2 separate regions of the Mus musculus genome follow, and region 1 is linked to region 2. The links are chromatin contacts, called in public HiChIP or PLAC-seq maps. All regions are on one chromosome and are shown on one strand. The core of a region is the stretch at or near the end of the contact, and the rest is flanking DNA. Distances in the headings are between cores, read along the strand shown. Region 1 overlaps Kif6 (kinesin family member 6). Region 2 has its middle 120 kb from the start of Lrfn2.

Evidence for each region. HiChIP or PLAC-seq counts read pairs in DNA pulled down with a chosen protein or histone mark.
Region 1: an H3K27ac HiChIP or PLAC-seq map of embryonic stem cells shows a contact between it and region 2, with 5 times the contacts expected there. The contact joins two enhancer-like sites. A contact is called at or near these places in 1 of 115 datasets of contacts at active chromatin or transcription factors (embryonic stem cells) and 1 of 9 other capture datasets (embryonic stem cells).

What each region holds. Positions count from the first base shown.
Region 1 is chr17:49,897,407-49,900,767 of GRCm38.p6, forward strand. All of the region lies in intron 19 of Kif6 (kinesin family member 6), which reads left to right. Among named protein-coding and RNA genes, the nearest start is that of Gm16555, 77 kb to the left of the region's middle. Within about 2 kb of position 1,290, at least 13 of the 459 cell types and tissues checked have an H3K27ac peak or open chromatin away from gene starts, as enhancers often do. A contact at or near this core is called in embryonic stem cells, where this site is marked.
Region 2 is chr17:48,815,728-48,819,388 of GRCm38.p6, forward strand. No RefSeq gene overlaps it. Among named protein-coding and RNA genes, the nearest start is that of Lrfn2, 120 kb to the right of the region's middle. Within about 2 kb of position 1,409, at least 36 of the 459 cell types and tissues checked have an H3K27ac peak or open chromatin away from gene starts, as enhancers often do. A contact at or near this core is called in embryonic stem cells, where this site is marked.

The DNA.
Region 1 (3,361 bases), core at 40-2,539, 1.1 Mb after region 2:
TCCTGGGGACTGTCTGTGCTGCGTTTGCAAGTCTCCGGAAACTGTCTTTACAAATCCAGACTCTTGGGGCTGGAGAGATGGCTCAGCCGCTAAGAGCACTCGCTGCCTTTGCAGAGGTCCTGAGTCTGGTTCCAAGCAGCCAGCCCAGGTCTTTCACAACCCCACTGGTAGCTCCAGCTCCAGAGGAAAAGGCAAACCCCACAGGTCTGGCTTCTGTGGGCACACACACACACATACATAATGAAAAATTAATATTTTAATTTAAAAAAAAATCTTACCTAAAAAAAATTGTTCTGGTTGACATTCGCCCAGGCCTCCCAGATCATGCCAGGCTGTAGTGCCCACGCTTCCGTGGCACTGTGCTGCAGGAAACAGTGCCCACCTCTCACCACAGAGAAACAACTGCGTTTTGTTGGGATGCCTGGATGTTTTAAAAATAAATTCAGTAAATTCAGAAACGAAAAAGACAGTAAATGGAACTTTATTAAATTCTTAAGAGATGCCACTAGGCTGGAGAGATGGCTAGACAGTTAAAAGCCACCCTGCTCTGTGCTGCAGGCACAGATCCCAGCACCCACTTTGGGTTGTTCACAAACACCAGCAACTCTAGTTTCACAGGATCCAATGCCATCTTCTGACTTCCACAGGCATCCTTAAACAAACGTGTGCATACACTCAGACAAACACGCACTCACAAATAAATAAAGAACCAACGAAATAAAAATAAAAGGACTCCGGCGTGGTGGTGCACGCCTTTAATCCCAGCACTCGGGAGGCAGAGGCAGGCAGATTTCTGAGTTCGAGGCCAGCCTGGTCTACAAAGTGAGTTCCAGGACAGCCAGGGCTATACAGAGAAACCCTGTCTCGAAAAACCAAAAAAGAAAAAAAAAAGAAAGAAAGAAAAGAAAAAGAAAAAGAAGGATGTACAAAACAGAGGATATTTGCAAAGTGCACACGTTACAAGAAACTTGTCCCAAAATATACCCAGGACACTTAAATGTGCAATGTTTACTAATGGTAACTAATAGTTAATTAGTAGGGCTGGGCTTGGTGGCGCACACCTTTAACCCCAGCACTTGGGAAACAGAGGCAGGAAGATCTGAACTGTGGTATCCCAGAGTGGGGGGCAGCTCGGGAACTGGGAGTGCTTTCCCTCCACACTTCACAGGGTGCCATCCTCCTGCCTGAGTCGCCTGAGAGGATAGACCAGGCAGCTGAGCTCTACAGGAGCCCCTGGTTGCCGCTCTCTTCCTGGTGGTCACATCCCTCCGCCCTGTTGTCTGGCTCACCTCTCACACTCCACTATTCGGTCCTGGACCTAAGCAATGTGGCACCCTGAACATTCCCTGGCAGCTAAAGAAAGCTAAACTGGGAGTCCATCACGTGAGAGGGCCGTTTGACAGCCAGTGGCTTATTCCCACAGGTCCACTACTGCTTCTAAACTGCCCTTAACCTGCTGTGAAGGTAGCACCTGTGGGAAGAAACCCCTCTTTCCATATTCCAGGCTTTCCCCAGCTTCCTCCTGGTTCCTCTAGAAACCCCAAAACTATGGCAGCCATTCACTCAAGAAGCGTGTGCAGAGTCTGCCACCTTGTGGTCATCTCTGGTCCTGCAGTACCCCACATCAGCCCCAGCAAAGAGGAGCTCCAGTCTCCCGTTCCCCCTCTAGGGTGCCACAGAGACACTTTAGACAGCTAGGGGATGAGCACGGAGGTGTGAGGGGCGGGGGGGCTGGGAGCCACACACTCTGGCTTTCCTTCCTGTCTATCCGATTCACAGTCCTGAGCCTGTGGAGACAGCCCCAGGGTAAAGAGGCCTCATCATCATGTCAGGTGGGAGAGCAGACGGTTGGCATTAGGCAACTAGCCAAACTCATATGTGGGAAAGCAAGCTGTGGGCCTGATCGAGGGCTTGGAGAGATGACAGTGGACTTACTAAGCTATCTCTCACGTGTCTGTCACCCTGGCCCACCTCCCTACCTGAGTGTCGCCCAGCTATAAAATGAAGGTTCTGACATGTCAAGCCCCTTTCACCTCTGACAACACTCTTCAGTGGAGCATCCCAACGTAAGATCAGAGGCTCTCCAAGTCCATATGGCAGAGCATATTGCAGGATAGCCTAGAGAGACCGGGAGCAAACGGCAACCTTCCTGTGCTCCTCCACAAGAGGGATGTGGAGATCCTGCAGCCAGGAGTCGTGGGCAAGGAGCACACTGCAGGCAGCAAGGTACTGGATGTGGATCGTGCATCCACAAGCATGCAGTGGTCATCAGAGACCATGCAGGGGACCCGTACAGTCAAGGGATAAGGTGCCTTCGGTACCAGCAGCCAGGAGCCAGTCAGTGGGTCAGGACGGCTGGGAGCACAATGGAGGCCTCCCAGGTGTGATAGCATAGGGCTCCGCTTTGTAATCCCTCTCCACCTCGGCTCACATCTCTTAAGATGAGGATGATAGCGCCCTCCTCTGACCACAGAAAGGCCTCATGTCTCAGTTTTCCCTTGCTGTGACAAAACAGCTTGACCGAAGAAAGGTTTATCCTGTCCCATGTTTTCAGAGGTTTCACAGACTGAGGTCAGCTGGAGCCAATTGCTCTGAACTGAGGAGAGACAATGTGGGCTTGCCTCAAGGAAGGATTGGGAAGCAGAGACAGACAGACAGACAGACAGACACTAGAAGCCAAAGCCATGCCCTTCCCGCCTCTGCTGGTAACCTACTTCCTCCATCTTGGACCCACTTCCTGATCTCTACCGTCTGTCTATTAATAATGCCATCAAATGGGGAATCCATCAGAGAATGAGGGCAGATCCCTCAGGATCCAGTCTCTTCCCCAAAGCTGACAGCCATGAACATCTCTGAGGGGGATGGACACTTCCTGTCCAGGTCGCAGCAGGGACTAAATTGAAACAAGATTGAAACCTGGAAAAAAGTTAGGGACACAACAGAGGAAAGAAGTCCTCACCCCAGAATCCGTTGGATGTGGCTTACCAGCAGAACGGCAAGGACTCCAGAACAGTTAGCCACCACTTACAGCCTCTCTCCTCCCAGATAAGTCTCCCGATGCCTAGGACTCTCACAGAAACAGGGAAAGGACATGTCCTAAACCCCTTGTGCAGCCCTAGTGGCTCTGCTATCACCTTATCCGACTATCACTTCACCCATCCCATAATCCCCATTTCTCAGAGGAGAAAGGAAGGGAAAGGCTCCGGTGATTTCCAAGCAATCTTTTGAGATATAACTGCAGAGCCGCAGAAAGGTTTAAATGGCTAATGCTAAGCCAGTCGGCTGTGCTCCTCTCTTGAGGACAGGGTACCCACATGTGACACCGCTCACGTTCTGAGGCTCCTCCCTGCGCAGCCCACAC
Region 2 (3,661 bases), core at 159-2,658:
TAATTATCTCTATTTATTTCTCCTTTTGCTCACATTTTAGATTTTTGAGCGGGGCAGGAACTGAATGGATAGGTTCTGTTTGCTGAGTTCAGCGGAAAAGTACAGCACTATTTTCTACTAAGTGAAAACGTAATTCTTACAAATGACTCTGTAATATTTTCCCACTGAAATTGAGGAGGAACAGTCTAGACATTGGTTACATCTCTTCACCCTCGCCTTCCACCATATATTGGATAATAACGAACACTTTCAAACTGTTGTGCACAGAAAAATGTGCTTTCAGAGTTTGAGGGGAACTGTAGAGTTTTAAGGAGCCCTTTTCAGTTGACTGGACCTTCCTAAGGACTGACTGTGTGCCCTCAGACTGGACCTTCCTGAGGACTGACTGTGTGTCCTCAGACTGGGCCATCCTAAGGACAGACTGTGTCTTCAGACTGGACTTTGCTGAGGACTGATTGTGTGTCCTCAGACTGGTCCTTCCCGAGGACTGACTGTGTGTCCTCAGACTGGACTTTCCTGAGGACTGACTGTGTGCCCTCAGACTGGGTCTTCCTGAGGACTGACTGTGTGTTCTCAGACTGGACTTTCCTGAGGACTGACTGTGTGTCATCAGACTGGACCTTCCTGAGGACTGACTGTGTGTCCTCAGACTGGGCCATCCTAAGGACAGACTGTATCTTCAGACTGGATTTTGCTGAGGACTGACTGTGTGTCCTTAGGCTGAGCTTTGCTTTCCTGATGACTGACTGTGTGTCTTCAGACTGGACCTTCTTGAGGAAAGGGTGTGTCTCCTCAGTCTGGAAGTCCCTGGGAACAGTTGGTGGCTTTTTATATATCCTGAGGCTCCCTGAGGATGGGGCTGTGTCTGCTCAGACTGAGACTCCCTGAGGACAGGGCATCCTTGCTTCTCAGATTGTGTGGAAAACAGTATGTTCTTCTGTTCTCTCAGAGCTAAGCAGCTCTTCATTTCTGAGTTCATTTAATGTCACAAGTCCAAGGCCCACGTGACTCACCCCCACACCGAATTTCCTGGAGCTTCAACAGCTCCAAGTTCTTTCTGTCCCTCTTCCTTCTGCTAATGACCTTGGATCACAGGAAGCAAAGCAAACACACTCCCTGGAGACACCCTGAGGGGGCCCTGCTAGGTTGGTGACTCCCACTCAGGATCCGTCCTACTCTGTCTTCAGACAACGCGTCTCTCAGGCCCTGCTGGGTCTTAAGCAGACTTCTCCCTTCCCTTCTCCGCCACAAGTAGCTTTTCTTTTCTTTGACGCTGTCTGTGCAGAGACTGTGGCTAGCATGAATAATAGATTATTAATCTGGAGCTTCTCCAGTCAGAGATTCACCACCAGTGTAGACACACATTATGCAAGCAGTGAGTTACAGCAGCAGCAGCAGCAGCAGCAGCAGCAGTGTGTCTGTGGAGAAGCAGGAGTGGAAGGAGAGGAGCGGGCAAGGGTGGAGCTCGGTTGGGAGGATCAGGGTGGGGCCACAGGCTAGTGCTGAGAGCTATTGAGACCCATGGAGTACAGATACATTCCTCTCATGGAACATTAATTGTGGCTGAGATGTGAAGGGTCAGATTAGAAGGTATCTCCAGCCATTGTCTCTACAGGAATAAGCCCATAGCCTTCCTTCCAGGCGACACCACTTTCAAGGTCATGGGGATGCTGACTAGTGGCCAAAAGCAGCTCATCTTTAGCATCTTTAGGTGAGGGCGCCGAGCAAGGGTGGGAAGGTGTTGGCCACTGCCTGAGTTGTGGGTGTATTTTGGCTGCTGGTTTAAGGGTATGCTTTCCTAGTGGGGAGGGAGCCACAGCAGTCCAAGTGTGAGAAGACTGGTTGCCTTGCATCTGCCGCCAGGAAGCACAGAAAGATGAGGCTTGTTGTTCATCATCCATTCTTATTCCGTCGTGACCGCGGCCCATGGGATGCCGCTGTTCATGGTCAGGGCTGGGGTAGGGGGTGGGAGAGCTGGGGCTTGGGAGAAGAGTCTTACTTCCTCAGTTAAACCTTTCTGGAAACACCCAAAGGCGTGTTTCCATGGCGACTACAAACCTTACGTTGACAGTGAAGATTCGTCACAGCCCCAGATGCTTTGAAGAGCCATCTCCCAGGAGCAGGGGCCTGGCTTTTTGGTAGCCATGAACCATGAATGTGACCTCTCAGATCTTCCATGGGGGAGCCTAACTTACCGACAGCCCGGGGCTGCGTTCAGAAGCCACAGCTGGGCTGGCTCTGAGGACACACCTCTTCTTGGTTCTCTCCAGCTTCTAACTGACTAGATTGAGGTAGGAATGCTGAGGCAGACCCACTCCTGTGAAATGGGGAACAGAGATTCTGCTGTGGGCTTGAGTTTCACCACTGACCTCACCCCACTGTCTGTCATCAAAGTGTCCTTACAGCTGACTTTGCCACTTGCTTTCAGTGGTATTGTGGACCAGGAGAATCTCACAGCCCACTTTTCCCCTCCTTTTCCTCCTCCTCCCCTCTTTGTCCTCCTCCTCTCCCTCCTTCTTCTTTTTTCCTTCTCCTTCTTATTCTCCTCTCCCTCCTCCTTCTTTCTCTTCCTCCTCCTCCTTTCTCTTCTTCCTCTTCTCCTCCTCCTTCTCTTCCTCCTCCTCCTTCCTCCTCCCCTTCCTTCATTTTTCATTTCCTCTAAGGTCCTAGATTGACCCAGTCTTTATTCTCCAGCCCCCAGATCAGGTGTGAAATCTCACCATAGAACACTAACCCAAGGTGTGTTTATTGTCCATCAAGGCTGTAGTTGCATTGTCTTGGGACCTGTTTCAGCAGTGAGAAATACAAAGGCATCCTGGCTGAAGTGAGCTCAAATCTCTGTGATTTAGAGACAGGTCAGGGGGTTGAGTTTAAAGAGTGGAGAGAGACAGATGAGCCAGAACTTTGTGGTCATTTTGGGATGTAATTCTCAGCATAAAACACACTCAAGTCTTCTAGAGGCCAGCACTCAGCCCTTAGAAGATTTCCTTTTGTCCTTCTTTGTCCTGTCCAGGAGAGGCAAGACCGGCTCTTCATTGGCTCTCCAAGGCTGTAACATCAGACATGGTTCTTGTCGTCCTAAGACTCCTCCGACGCCTCCTAACCTGCACCAGCCCACACAGAAGGAAAAAAGTCCGATGGCCAACACGGGCTCAGACCAGGGCTCATGTGTAGGATAAAAGGGCCAAGAAAACCCACCAATGCCTGAACAGGAAAACCCACCAATCCATGAGCTCACCAAGCTCAGGGATTGAAATCCCACCAGTCCTCGCCCTGGAAATCTCTGCCCTGGAAATCCCCACCCTATAAGCCCCACCCTCTGCCCAGTTCTCCACTGCATTCCACTGAGCAGAGGTAGCCACCCACCTGAGAATTTCCCTCTCGATAATTCTCTGTGAGGTTTGTTGTGCCATGTGACTTGGTGGTATTCCTTGGCTCCCAGCTGCCAGGACACCTCTCTGATCAGAGCTGTAACGCTTTTCCAGGGGCAGAACTTTCACTGGGGAAACCTTTCTCTGCCTGAGCACAGCTGTTACACTTAGATTTAGGGAAACCTTCCCCTGCAGCAGCCGGAGCAGACTTGTAAGACTTCTGTAGGGGAAGCCTTTCCCTCCAGACCTGCGATGCCTACACCATGGCCTTATTTGATGTGGTGTTTTGA